Regions from separate parts of the Sus scrofa genome. Here region 1 is linked to region 2. Evidence: chromatin contacts called from public HiChIP or PLAC-seq data. All regions are on one chromosome and are shown on one strand. The core of a region is the stretch at or near the end of the contact, and the rest is flanking DNA. Distances in the headings are between cores, read along the strand shown. Region 1 holds the start of CDC42EP4 (cdc42 effector protein 4). Region 2 overlaps SDK2 (protein sidekick-2).

Region 1 (7,015 bases), core at 143-2,642, 44 kb before region 2:
GCACTCGGGGCAGGGGGCAGTTTTGTGCCCCCGCCTGGGGGCGCTCCAAGGAGGGGGCGGAGCTAGAGGCGGCCGATCGCAGTTCCACCGCCCCAAGCGGGTGGTTAAATCATTAACCGACCGCTCCCGGCTGGTGGCCAGGCCAGGAAAGCTTCACCGGCTCCAGCGCGCAGTCCCCTCCCGGCCTCGGAAGCGGCCCCACCCCGCGCAACGGCGCCTCGGCCTTTCCCCGCCTCGGCCTCCCGGGCTCCCGAGGAGGCGGGCGCGCGGGGCGGGGGCCGGGCGGGGAGGGAAGGCTCGGGAGGGAGGGGTGAGGGGGGTAGCATCGGTTCCTTCGGCCAGTCCCTTCCAGGCAGCTCTCCTCGCCTCTCTTCTCCCAGGCCCGGTGACACTGGGTGGCGTGTCTACACGCCTCTGCCACTACGGGCGAACAATCCGGTTCTTATTCATGGCGAACTCTGTGTACACACGCCCCCCTCGAGGAGACCGCGGGCCGCGCGCCGCCGATTGTTGTGCTCCTTGTCCCCGGCGACACACACCCCCGTCCCCGGGCAAAGGGTGGACCTCTAAAAAGCCGTGTCCCCCATCCCATCGCATCTCATCCCCATCCCCAGCAGCGCCTGGGGCTGGCCGGGCGAATCCTAGTCTGGGCAGAGGAAATCGACTGGGAGCGAGGCTTCGCCCGGCTCTCTACCACCCCCTCCTCCCCAGCCCCACTCTGCTCGGACCCAGGGTGCGTGGCCCCCGTCCCAGGCACCCGAGCCGCCCCGCACGCGCCCGGGCCCCAGCCCTGCCACCCAGGAGAGTGGGGGGCTCTGCCCGGCTCCCGGCCCCACGGCCCCTATCGCGGCTTTTTCAATTCTCTCCGCCCCCTAGCAGGGCTCGAGGTCCCCAAGCCCAGCCCGCCCCGCTCCGGTGGCTGTCACGGCCAGAGGCGGGTACCCGTCGCCTACCTGGGTCCCCAGAGACGCGAGCGCCGAGCCGGCGCGGCTGCGCTGTCCCCTCGGTGGGCTCCGCGAGGCGGCGGGGCTGGCGGCCCATGTCCGCGCCGGCGTCTGTTTCCTCGGGCTCCAGCTTTCAGGGCAGGGAGCCGCTCGGACACTCCCCTTCCCGGCTCCTCCCGCACCCTCCCCGCCCCGCAGCCCCCGCGCTGATGTCACGGCGCCGCCGCAGCCAATGGCGGTTGGGAACCTCAGCCCGGCCGCTCGGCCTCCTCGGTTCAAATCTGAAAGCCTGTGACTTTGGGAGCTTCGTGAGGGGCGGTTCGGGAGGCCGGCCAGGTCCCGGGGCGCCCCTCCTTGCTGCGCTCCGGGGCCTGGATCCCCCCACCCCGGGGCTCCCGGGGCCAGCAGCGCGACTCCCCCCGGGGGCCGAGCACGAGGCCGCCCCCAGGCTCTTCCTCGTTTCCAGCATTGACCTGAAACCGATAACCCCCGCCCCGGCCCCGGGCGTTTCCGCTCCCTCCCTCCCCGACCCGAGGCTGAGAAGGTGGAAGCCCCCGAGGTCGTGGATTCCATCCCAGACTCTTGCTGGAAACGGGAGGGAGGGTAGGAGGGGGCCGGCCCCCGAGGCCAGGCCCAGAGTGGGTGTAGGAAGGATTTGGGCAAGGTGACCTGTCTTTGAGGGTCCTGCTGTCCCAAGTCTGTAACCCTTGCCTCCCGAGTATCCTGCCAAGACATAGTTCCCTTCCAAGCGATGCCCTCCCTAGACCTCTGGCCTGAATCCCATGAGAATCTCTTGAGAGGAATAGCTTCCATTTGTAAATGAAGTTAGCAATAAATGCCACGGAGAGGGGACACAGCACAGTGAAATCTCCCTAGCCGTTAGCAGCTCCTTCGCCTATGTTTTTATTTTTAAGGAGAGGGGTTTAGGGTGGCAGACTCCCACTAACAGGACTTTCCATGGGACCCCCTCGTGGTTCCTTCAGCTGGGCTCCCAGTAAATCCTCTCCCAGTGCTAGCATCCTTGGCTCCTTTCACCTGAAATCAAGTTAAGTCTTATCTGTGGCCCCCAAATTTTCCTAATTCTCCGAGGCACCGCCCCTCCATTGTTAACTAATTTTGTCTTTAGGGCTAGCTGTTGGTAATTGATGCTCCTTTTACAGGTGTCCGGATTTGGTCTTCCCAATGAGATTACCTTTCAATTAAGCACACCTCTGGGACAAATTCTTCCACCCTTATCGAATTCAGTGCTTTGCTTCCAAGGCTCCTTCCACAAACATTTAACCATCATTGAGCTTTGCCTTTGGGGACAAAGATGAATAAAGTCCAACCACCACCCTCAGGACGCCCTCAGTGGATACAGGCTACTGCAGGAAGGGGCTTTGTACATGCTTCTAGACACAGGTCCTCACTGCTTTGCTTGCTAGCACCCTGGCATGGAGGCTTGATCAAGACAAAGTGCTAATTTTTTGGAGCTCCCATCGTGGCGCAAGCAGAAACAAATCCGACTAGGAACCATGAGGTTGCGGGTTCGATCCCTGGCCTCGCTCAGTGGGTTAAGGATTGATGACGTGAGCTGTGGTGCAGGTCAGAGATGCGACTTGGATCCCGTGTTGCTGTGGCTGTTGTGTAGGCTGGCAGCTGTAGCTCCGATTCAACCCCTAGCCTGGGAACCTCCATATGCCATGGCTGAGGCCCTAAAAAGCAAAAAAAAAAAAAAAAAAAAAAAAAGGAAAACTTGGAGCTTGAATAGCTACCTGGAAATTTCTTGCAAGTTCTAAGCCCCTGACTTTGGGGAGGGATTTGCAGTCCTAACTACACCTCTGGTGTAACTTGACCTATAAGCCCTTAGGCTCGGACACGTGTCTCAACCTCTTCTAGCTGCCAGGGCCTGCCCAGGAGACCTGGGCATGTGTGATCCCCACATTGGCGTGGGCCTGCCTCCCTCTATGGGTTTGTTTACAGTGGGTTCTGGGCATTTGGGGTCAGGTAATTTTGCCCCAACCCTAACAAGATCAGTTCTGTTGGTTAATCCTATTCCCTTATAGAGAAACTGACGGCCCCACTTGCTCTGGTCCTGCCATCTTCCATAAAGCATGACTCTGGGCAGGTCGTGCCACTTTCTGGAAAGGGCCTTCCCGTACAAACGCCCCATGACTTCCCACCTCTGTCCTGAGCCCCCACCCACTGAATTTCCTTCTACTGGGGTTAAACAAGCTGGTCCTGGGTGGACACTTCAAGGTGTCCCCAGGGCCTGAGCTCAGTGCAGTTTGGGGTGGGGCCTCAGTGGCTGCAGCCTGAGACCCTGCCCCCTCCCTGGGCTATTCACCGTCCCCTTTATGGGCAGAGGTTCTTTCTTTCCCTGGTTCCCGGTTCTTGGGAACCCCCGGGGCCTTTTCTTGGCGTCTGAGCAACCTCCGCTGTGCAGCCTGGGAAAATCCCCAGGATACCAGGCCGCTGGCGGAGAGCCTGGGGCTCAGGGCACGGCCACGGCCACTTCCTGGGACTCTTTTTGTCCCAGGCTCCAGACACATGAGCCCCACCCAGAGAGAGTCAACACGCAGCAGGGCTCTGGGGCATGTTCTAGAGAAAAAAACAACAGGTCATTCCCATGGGATCCTTGAGGACAGGATAGCGTCCCCATTGCTGTTTGGATGGTTTTTTTAATCTTTTAAGGCCGCATCGTGATGATCATTGTACAACTATAAATGTAATAAATTAATAAAAAAAAAAAGCTGCATCAACCACGTATGGAAGTTCCCAGGCTAGGGGTGGAATTAGAGCTGCAGCTGCCAGCCTGCACCACGGCCATGCAGGATCCGAGCCTCATCTGAGACATCCATATGCTGCAGCTCACAGCAACGAAGGATCCTTAAGCCACTGAGCGAGACCAGGGATCGAACCTGCATCCTCATGTATGCTAGTCTGGTTCATAACCGCCGAGCCATAACGGGAACTCCCGCGTTGGTGTTTGAATCCCCGGTTTGGGTCAGCATACGGTGCACTGGGCAGACGAACATGTGTGCAGAGTCCAGAGCCCTGAAGTCCTCCCTCCTTGTGACCCTGGCCTTGAACTGAGCCGTGTTTAGTAACCCCGTCAATGAGCTCACTGGGCCTCATTTACCCTCCCAGACGGCAGCTCCCGAGGACACAGAGGGTGAAGGAGCCCCTGGCTCAGAAGACCCCCGGCCCCGGGAGAGAGATGCTATTCACCAGGCTGGGGACTCTCTGGGGACAGGGGGCAGTAGAAGCATCGAGCTGAGTCAGGAGAAGGGGATGAGGTGGGTCAAGGGATGGTGACTGAGCACAGAGCCTTGGAGTTTACTGGAAATGAGTCCAGACCTGGAGTCAGAACATCTGGGTTGTGACCTTGGGGAAGGCAGCCTCTTTGAGTCGCCTCTGTAAGGAGGTAGCAGCTCAGGTCCCAGGAGGGTATCAGGAGGCTGGAAGGAGAAAAAGCAAATGACCCTTCTCTGTGAACCGCCCAATCTAAGGGAAGGGGCTGCGGTTGCTGTTATTATTACCAAGTCAAACTTTCAGTTTCTAGGTACTGAGGCCCCCCTCTGTCCCCCTCCAGGGAAAGGACAGATGACAGAGCCCCCCACGTATGCTTTAGGAGGCCTGTCACTGTGCATGATGATGTTATTAGCCTACTGCCCTGACCGTGGAGCTGGGACACTACCGGGAAGGTGAGAGGTGACACTGAATGTCTTGTGTATCCAGGGGGAGAATGGAGCTCTGGGCTCCGCAGAAAATGATCGTAGCCATCAGCTGAAGACGGTCAGTTTGGGAAACGGGGACCCTGGAAGGGAGGAATGTTCTATGTGGTGCCCAGTCCTAAAGCCCAGAGCTTCACCCATCAGTGGCCCCCGGAACCAGCAGAAGACCCCAGCCTTGCCGCCCCCCAACAGAGGCTTCCCCTCACCTCTGGATCAGGAACACAGTCCCTGGGTGTGACAATCCCGCTGCTACGACAGGGCCTGAAAGAAGTCACTTGAGCTCTCAGGGCTCAGTTTTTCTCATGTGTTAACTTAGGACCACGTGGCACGAAGTTGATGAATACTCAGGTCAGAGGTCACTGTGGAGGTGGGACCGCACGGAGGGCTCCCCACGTGGATACCAGCCAGTCTCAACATTTTTTTTTTTTTTTTTGCTTTTTTGGGCCCCACCAGCAGCATATGGAAGTTCCCAGGCCAGGGGTCGAATTGGAGCTGCAGCTGCTGGCCTACACCACAGCCACAGCCACGTCGGATCCTTAACCCACAGAGCGAGGCCAGGGATCGAACCCACATCTTCTTGGATACTAACTAGTTGGACTTATTACTGCTGAGCCACAATGGGAACGTCCCAGTCTCAAAATTAAGGGTCGAGTTATACCTTCAAGAACAAATTTATCCCTGCGTGTCCCTCCGGGGGCCCAGAATGGGCCCAACCCTGTTAGTGTTTCCTAGAATTGAGCGGACAGAAAAAAAAAAAAAAATCCACATTATCTGCAAGAGGCAGTCCTGGGCTTCTGATAAAGGTGACTGTCAGGCTCTGGGGGTGGGGGGCTCCCCCCAGATGGCCATGCTTTCTGTTATGTCTCTGGGGAGATGTGGGCAGAGCCCCAGCTCTGCAGGAAGGCAGCCCCTACAACCAGATACCCTCCTGGGCCCCTAGAGAGATGGACAGAAAAGGGACTAGAGGAAGGAGAGAGAGCATCTGTTTGTGCCCAGAAAAGGCTCGTCTTGTCCCCAGGAGACCAGCTCGGAGGCAAATGCAAGCTAAATAAAAAGCACTTCGAGAAGGCAAGGGTTGCTGTCTCTACGCTGCATTGAGACTTCCTGTTAGGAATTCTGCACCTCCATCCTAAGGGGTAGTTGCTATCATGAGTCCCATTTTTTCAGATTAAAAACAAGAAAGGCTAAACAACTTGCCTGAGACGACACAGCTAAATCCAGACCTTAGACAGGCAACACCTAAGCCGTGGGGCTCGGGAGCCCACAGTTCCAGCCACAAAACCACAAGACAGCAGGAAACAGGTTCTAGCTGAAGCATGAATGATCTTGTTACCATCCTGAGCCACGGCGGGCAATCCACGGTCGCTAGGGGAGACCGGGCACCATCTTACCAAGCAGACAGACTGCCCTCTGCCCGGGAAGTTTCCATGTGGTTTCCGGGAGAAGGACACATCCTGCTTCAAGGCAGTTACAATGACGTCCCCCCTCTGCCCGGTCGCCGCCCTCCCCCCAGCCCCACATCCACACCAAAGACCTCTATTAAATCCCTTCCTGGAGCCCAGTGCACAGCCCAGGGGTAAAGAGGAGCTGAAGGCATCACTCAGCATACTCTCTGTCCCAATGTGATGTGACACATCCACCCGGATAGTCCAAGCGTTTAAAGGAACGGCTTCCTCAGATTGGCAGGTTCTGGTGCCTGTGTGCATTTTATTGGGGTGCCCTCACTGTCTTTCCTCCCTTTGCACTGAGCCCCCCAGATTCCAGACCCTTGGGTTGAATGTTTAATGCTTGCGTACGTCTGTCTAACCCTGGGGTCTCCCTACACTTCCCTGATCCCCTGGGCACACACAGGTGGGCTTTTCGGGAAGAAAGGAGCTTTAAGAGAAGGCTGTCTTGCCCTCCTGAGTCCACCCCCACGTTCAAGGCAATGAGGTTTTTTAAATTTTTTTTTCTTTTTAGGGCCACACCTGCGACATATGGAGGTTCCTAGGCTAGGGGTTGAATCAGAGCTACAGCTGCCAGCCTATACCACAGCCACAGCAACGCTGGATGCGAGCCATGTCTGTGACCTACACCACAGCTCATGGCAACGCTGGATCCTTAACCCACTGATTGAGGCCAGGGATCGAACCTGCATCCTCGTGGAGACTAGTCGGATTTGTTTCCACTGCACCACAACAGGAACTCCCCAGTGAGACTTTTTTTTGAGCCAATGGCTGCAGAGAAGAGGTGAGAGTGGAGAAGGGTCAGGCCTGAGAATGAGAAACACGTGCAGAGAAACCTGTTCCTGGGCTGAGGGTAATTGTCAAAGCTTGTCACAGCGGCTAGTGTGTTTTCTGCCCTCCAGAGTTTTCA
Region 2 (6,873 bases), core at 257-2,756:
GAAGGGAGGCTCAGGGAACTGCGACAGGCGGCCCGCCCTCCAGCAGGAGGGGCTGGGTGGTCAAACCAACCCTGGCCAGGGTCTCGGGAAACCCTGCACGTGCCGAGGTCCAAGGCACAGGTCTTGGCCAGGCCTGCCAGATGGGACTTATTCTCCGCAGTGTCACCCAAAGCCCCGTGTTCCAAGTCCCAGGGCAGGAGGGGTGTATGAGATGGGGCCAGAATGGTCCCCGCTGCACCTGCTTTAAGGCTGAGCCAGAGAGGGGGCTGGGGCTGCAGGGGACCCAGGGCCTCCGCTAATTAGAGGAGGGAGGAAGAGCCGGACTCTGCTGAGGGCTCTCCAGGGGATGGGGCGGGCGGCAGGTGCACCAGGGCTGCAGCCTGTTACATGGGCCACCCACGTGCCGGCCCCCAGGGCCAGGACAGGAGAGAGGAGTCTGCTGCTGGAGTGAGGGGGTGAGCCAGTTCTGTCTGCAGAGTCCTGTATCCCTTCTCTCTGGGGTGCCGTGCAGCGCAGGCCAGGGCCCCGTGTGCCGTTCCCCACCATGCCTGCTCCCCAAGACACCTGGAGCCCTGCACCCCCAAGGCCTGGGGTGGGTGCTTCCTATGTGCCTGTGGGACGTGGGATGAGCCAGTGAGGGAGGGAGTGGGGGACTGGCTGGCCGAGCTGTGCCAGTGGCCCGTGGATGCCTGCGGAGGAAGGAGCTGGGAGCCCAGCTTTAGATCAAAGATCCCCCAGGCCCAGGAGAGCTGGCAGGCTGGGGACTCACTACTGAAGCGTGGCAGCCACAGCCCAGCCCAGGTCTGGCAGCGACCTTGACCTCGGGGGGGCCTCATGGCCTGTCTTCCTTCCTTCCTCCATCCCTTCCCTAACAAGCAATCCTGCCCACAACACAGGGCAATGGTGGCTGAGGGATGGGGGGTGTGGGACTCGGTCTGAGGGAGGTGTGTATGTGTGGGGGGCTCTCAGGACCCCCGAGTTGTTCTCATTCTGCACAAGACTGCACTCAGAGCTGAGAGAAGGAGGCTACCATCTCCTGGACTTGGAGCTTCCAGTGTGTCCTGGCCTGGAGGGAAAAGGACGCTAGGCCGTGTCCCCCCCGCCCCCAGCTGACTCCTCCTCTCTTGGGCCCGGCTCTTGGCTTTCTCAGAGCCCCCCCACCCCCCAACTTCCTCCCCTCTCCACTCCCGCCCAGCCCGGGTCACTCCGAGTCTCAGGTTAGAACAGTCTGTCCTTTAGATGGCTTCTCTCCTGTCCCCGCGCCACTGCTCTGTCCTTGTCCCTGCCAGCTTGCTTCCTGCTTTTGTTTCTCAGGGAAGCTCAGGTGAGAAGCGCCCGGGGAGGGGCTGGGGGCAGGTGGAGGGCCGGGGTGGGGGTGGGAGGGCAGCTCCTGGCCAACTTCCTCCTGCGGCCTGCAGGCTTCCTTCCAAAGGAGCTGAGAGCCAGAGGGCTTTTCTGCAGAGCAGGAGGCGGGGAGCAGAACGTGCCCAGGAAGAGAAAGTGAAGGGGGGTGGGGTCCGCCTGAACCGCTCAGGGCAAACCCGCCGGCAGGGGAGGTGGCCTTGCTCCTTCCAGCCCAGGCCGACCTGGCCTCCTGCTGCGCGCAGGGAGGAGGGCGACGGGGAGGGGCGTCGAGGTGGATTCAGGGAAGGCTGGGCTGGCTGGGTGCTTGGGGCAGGGAGGAGAGTGGCGTGGCGGGGAGGTGGCTCTGGTTCAGGAGGGACATCCTGCCTGGGTGACAGGGACTTTGGGGAGCGAAACCTCAATCACCACGGGCGGCCCGAAGAGGTCCCCTCGGCCTGACGACCAGGACCCCAAAAGGCGTCACAAACCTAAAGGAGCCAGTCTCTCTTCCCTGGTCCCAGGATCTCCGCTCAGGCCCAGGGCATCCGGCCTGGTCTGCAACTGCCGGGCTCCTTTTTCCCTCTGCCCCCAACCCTGCTTTCCTGTCACCTTGTCTAGGAAGAAGGCAGCCGGCAGGTCCCCCTGGCCTGAAGCCCCCCAAGAGCACTGGTTCTCACGGTGGGGACCCAAGAGCCCCTCAGTTCTTGAGATGCACCTTCTGAGGACAGACGCTCCAGGACGCTGAGCTCCTGGGGCCCAGGAATCTGCGCTCGTCACAAGACCCCCAGGGGTTCTGGCCTGAGTGGCACCTTGAGAAACACTCCTGCTGGCCTTCCTTCCCTCGCACCCGGACGCCCGGCCATCCCTGCTCACCCCCGACCACGGCCACCTTTAGAACAGACTGCCAGCTCCTGTTCCCACGTGTCTGACTGCCCCACCTCGTGAGGTCTTCCAGAATCGCCTCCTTTTTTTTTTCTCTTGTTTTAGGGCCATGCCTGCAGCATACGGAAGCTCCCAGGCTAGGGGCTGCATCGAGCTGCATCTGCAGCCTACACTGCAGCTCATGGCAGCGTGGGAGCCGAGCCACATCTGCGATCTACGCTGAAGCTCATGGCAACGTCGGATCATTAACCCACTGAGTGACACCAGGGACCAAACCTGCATCCCCACGGACACTATGCTGGGTTCTTAACGCTGAGCTGCAACAGGACCGCTCAGAATCGCCTCCTTTAGCTGCACCCTTGCCCCCGCCCAGCCCACACGCTGCCTTGCTGTCCCCACGGGCTCACGAGCTCCGCGTGAAACCCGTCTTGCTCACCTCTGCACCTCCAGGCTCCAGCACGGCTCTGGGCACCCCCTTCTGACTTGGGGGGCCGAACACCGTGTGTGGAGACAGCAGCCCCCGTGCCCGCCCCATGTCCCCTACCTTCTCCGGGGCCCGTGGTGACGTTGGCTTCGATCTCGGGCCCGTAGGTGAAGGTCTTGGCTCGGATGCGGAATCTGTAGGTCACCCCCTCCGCCAGGTCCTTCACCTTCAGCCACAGGGGGCTGCCGCCCTTCACGTCCACGGTCACGATCTTACTGACGCCTGGGGGGGAAGCACACATGTGGGGGCTGCGGGACAGGGAAGGGCCGGGGGCAGCGCCTCCTCGGCGTCAGAGGCTGGGCCAGCACTCTCGACCCCACCGTGTCTCTCAGACTGTTCTCAAGAACGCATAAACATTTTTTTAAAAAATGAGGGAGGAGTTCCCATTGTGGCGCAGAGGAAATGAATCCGACTCGTACCCATGAGGATGCAGGTTTGGTCCCTGGCCTTGCTCAGTGGGTTAAGGATCCAGCGTTGCCATGAGCTGCGGTATAGGTCACAGACATGGCTCGGATTCTGCATAGCGGTGGCTGTGGCGTAGGCTGGCAGCTGTAGCTCTGATTCGACCTCTAGCCTGGAAATCTCCATATGCTGTGGCTGTGGCCCCAAACAGCAAAACAAACAAACAAAAAATATATACATATATATCTACATATTAGGGAGTTCCCATTGTGGCTCAGCAGGTTAAGAACCAACATAGTGTCCATAAGGATGCGGGTTTGATCCCTGGCCGCACTCAGTGGGTTAAGGATCCAACCTTGCTGTATACTGTGGTGTAGGTCACAGACTCAGCTTGGATCTGGTGTTGCTGTGGCTGTAGTGCAGGCCTCAGCTGCAGCTCTGATTTAAGCCCTAGCCCAGGAACTTCCATATGCTAAGGGTGCAGACTTTTAAAGTTTTTTTTTTAATTAAAAAAATACAGGAGAAATTGATTGAACATTGTAAGTCAACTATAATAAGAACATTTTTTAGAGAATATTTATATAGGAGTTCCCACTGTGGCTCAGTGGGTTAAGGACCCAGCATTGTCTCCGCTGTGGCAAGGGTTTGATCCTCAGCCTGGGAACTTCCATATCCTCGGGTGAGGCTGTAAAAAAAAAAAAATTTTTAAAAAAATAAAAACTATTAAAAAAAAAAAAGAATGTCTCTCCAGCCAGTTTGTCTATTGACTCAATAACCAGAATCCTTTAGCATCTGGAGGAAAAACAACTCACCGTCACGTTTAAAGTAACCATTGTCCTCCAAGTCCATCTCATCCCGTCCTCCCCAACATCCCATCCCATAAAGTTTGAATTTCCAAGGATCATCTTTCAGGAAGTGCTTCTGTAAAGACGCCACAGTCCAGAGCTGGAGGGGACAGACTCGCAGCCGCCCCTCCAGCCCAGGACAACCTCAGCTGTGGCTGGGCATCCTCACCCTTCTGTGAGCTGGGAGCTCATGCCGGGCCCTCCATCAGCTGAGCCTGCCAGGCTCCTTAGAGCACAGGGAGGACCCAAGAGCATCCTGAATCTCCGCGCTAGAGGGGGGCCTGCATGGTTTTCAGGAGGGGAGAGCTGGCGCTCTGTGTCCATAAGTCAAAATCCTCGCAACCACCAGCCTCCCCGAGGGCTGGGGCTGCGTTTCATCTCCAGTGTCCACCGAGCAGCTGGTCAGCCCTGGGAGACGGGCAGGCTGGGTCGGACCCCAGCACTGGCCCTGGGGACCGTGGGCACGCCCCCACCCTGGCTTCGGTTTGCTCTCCTACTGAGGGAGGGTAGCAAAAGCATCTTAGGCCGGATGTTACGAGGTTAAATAAAAGCCCCTGGTACAGGGTCGGGGTTCAACCTATTGAATGAATGAAGTCCTGACAGAGCAGTGGCTGGCGGGGTGCCTACAGGGTCACGGGGGCATGCGCCCCAGGACTCAGAACTGCAGCACCGGGCACCTGCCCTATGACTTCTGAGCAAACCCCTCATTGGCTTGGGCCTTGCTTCTCCCTGCATCCGCGTGACACCTGTTCTCAGCTGACCTGATCCCAGGGCTGAGGCATAAATGGGGGCCAGACATGGTGCTGGTCCCGCTGGGTGCTATCCAGCTGCATCTCAGCTTGCCGGTCCTGGGAGCTGGGCTGTCCCAGGGCCACTGGGACTCTGGAAGGCTGTGGAGTCAGCCATGTGGTCCAGAGGCCTGGGACCAAGGACCAAAGTGACCAGGCCTCTCCGGTGAGGAGTCTCTGGAGGCCGCAGCCACTGGAGCCTGTGTGACTCCTGCCTGAGTCTGGCCACACCCCCTCCTGGGTGCCGCCTCCCCAGGGTCCCGCCCCACAGCAGTGCCCTTCTGGGCTGGCCAGCGGGCATTTGCAGGTCAGGGCAGGAAGAATGAGGGCCATTGTTCCCTCAGCTGACCCAGAACGGCTGGCTGCCTCAGTGTGCCCAGGGCTCCGCCCCTTGTCCTGGTCAGGCTCTGCTGTGGGGAGGGGTGACCCACCTCCGGCCACCAGGGCGCCACCTGGTAGGCCAGCCACGTCCCCAAGGCCTCGCTGGGCCCCGGGACACAGGCAACCAGGAGCACAGCCACCTTCTGGCCTTTCTAAGTAAAGGGCAGCCTCTGGGGGAGCCTGGGGGTTGGGTGGGTCCCTGCTGGGGCCTCGAGGGCTTGGGGCTGAAGGGTGGGAACAGGGCTCAGGGGCCGAGGGAGGCAGTCTGCAGAGCCTGGCTCTTGAGCTGAGGTTCCCAGAGGGCAGTAGGAGTCATGACCCCCAAACTCATGCACCATCCTGAGAGAGGCTCCAAGATTATTACCAGATTCTCCAAGGGGTTCCTGACCCCAAGAAAGGCAGAGAACTAACCCAGAGTATGGCTGAGCCCCTAAGATTGGGGGCACACAGAAGAGCCCCACTGGGGCCCCACTTTTTTTTGGCCGCAGCAAGCAGCAGCTTGATGTGCCATCTTGGGTCCCAGACTGGGGATTGAACCCAGGCTGCAGCAGTGAAAGCGCCGAATCCTAACCACTAGACCACCAGGGAGCTCCCTGGGGCTCCACCTTGCTTATTCATCTCAGGATTTATATTTTACTAGTATGTCCTTCCTCCCCTCCCCAATTCCATCCACTGACGGGGAGACTATATTTCATAGTTCTCTCCCAAGACTCAGGAGACCAGGGCTGCCAGTGGAATCTTGCCAACTTGCCAATGTCTCACCTTGGCCACGTCCCTTCCCTGTCCAGGCCTCGGTCTCCCCGTTTATAGCGGGAGCTCGTCATAGGGACTCTGTGCAGGGTTGGGGTATGGGGGAGGGTGTGTGCAGAGGGCAGGTCCAGGGAGCCAAGCTGGGAGGGAGCCCCCCCACTCACCATCCACGGGGGTGCAGGGCTCGTACACCAGCCGGTAGCCCTCCAGGATGCCGTTGGGGAACTGTGGGGCCTCCCAGGACACGTTCACAGAGGTGGTGGTCAGCTCGCTGAACTTGACCGAGCTGGGAGCGCTGGGGGCTGTGGAGACAGCGGGGGGCAGGGGTTTGGTTTCTCCTTCCTGGATGTTCAAAGCCCTGGATTTGGTTCCCAGGACCCAGCAGGGGCGTTTGGGCCCAGAAAGAACAATCGAGCAGGGCAGAGGGCAGGCGAGGGCAGGAAGGGGTCGCCAGAGGTCATTGGACCCTCCCCCTCCCCCGCTCATGTCGTTCGCATTCTTTCCAATATCAGAGTCCAAGTATTGGGAAAAAAGGGGACTTTCTTGTCCCTCGAGTTGGGGAACATGGGCTCCTTCCTGCTAAGTGGCTCTGGGTCCTGGTGAAGAGCCCAGGACACGGCTGTATTGTGCCCCCAGGGTCACTGAGGGGACAGGCGATGTTCTGGCTTCCTGGGTGGAGGCGGGCAGGCAGGCAGGGGTGTCTGGGCCTCCGGGCATCAAGTGGGCACTCGAGCACCTGCCAGAACTGCAGTGCTCATGGCCTTTTTCATCCCCGGGGGCCTGGGAATTATCGCCGACAGCAGCGCAGTCTGTCGGGAGCAGCCAGAGCCAGGGATGTTCAACTCTCCGGAAGAGATGCTTTCTCGGCCCAAGAACCCTGGAGTGACCCCAAAAACCTTGGGGAGAGGAGGTCTGTGGGGGAGGCCAGAGAGGAAGGGAAGGAAGCCTCAACTCCACTGCATCCCCACCGGGCTATTATTGTCGGTGCCGCCCCCCA

What was found. HiChIP or PLAC-seq counts read pairs in DNA pulled down with a chosen protein or histone mark.
Region 1: an H3K27ac HiChIP or PLAC-seq map of skeletal muscle shows a contact between it and region 2. The contact joins the promoter of CDC42EP4 here to the enhancer-like site in region 2. A contact is called at or near these places in 2 of 5 promoter capture datasets (fetal liver and liver), 8 of 47 Hi-C or Micro-C datasets (adipose tissue, embryonic fibroblasts, heart right ventricle and 4 more) and 2 of 2 datasets of contacts at active chromatin or transcription factors (alveolar macrophages and skeletal muscle).

The regions. Positions count from the first base shown.
Region 1 is chr12:7,632,174-7,639,188 of Sscrofa11.1, reverse strand. It overlaps CDC42EP4 (cdc42 effector protein 4), which reads right to left and starts at 1,392. Exons shown (of 2, transcript XM_003131243.5): 1 at 954-1,392. It overlaps LOC110255976 (a long non-coding RNA gene), which reads right to left. Exons shown (of 3, transcript XR_002337007.1): 2 at 4,284-4,384; 3 at 2,010-2,242.
Region 2 is chr12:7,588,659-7,595,531 of Sscrofa11.1, reverse strand. It overlaps SDK2 (protein sidekick-2), which reads right to left. Exons shown (of 46, transcript XM_021066690.1): 39 at 6,041-6,178; 40 at 2,768-2,932. Among named protein-coding and RNA genes, the nearest start is that of CDC42EP4, 46 kb to the left of the region's middle. Within about 2 kb of position 1,506, at least 29 of the 83 cell types and tissues checked have an H3K27ac peak or open chromatin away from gene starts, as enhancers often do. A contact at or near this core is called in adipose tissue, fetal liver, liver and 3 more, where this site is marked.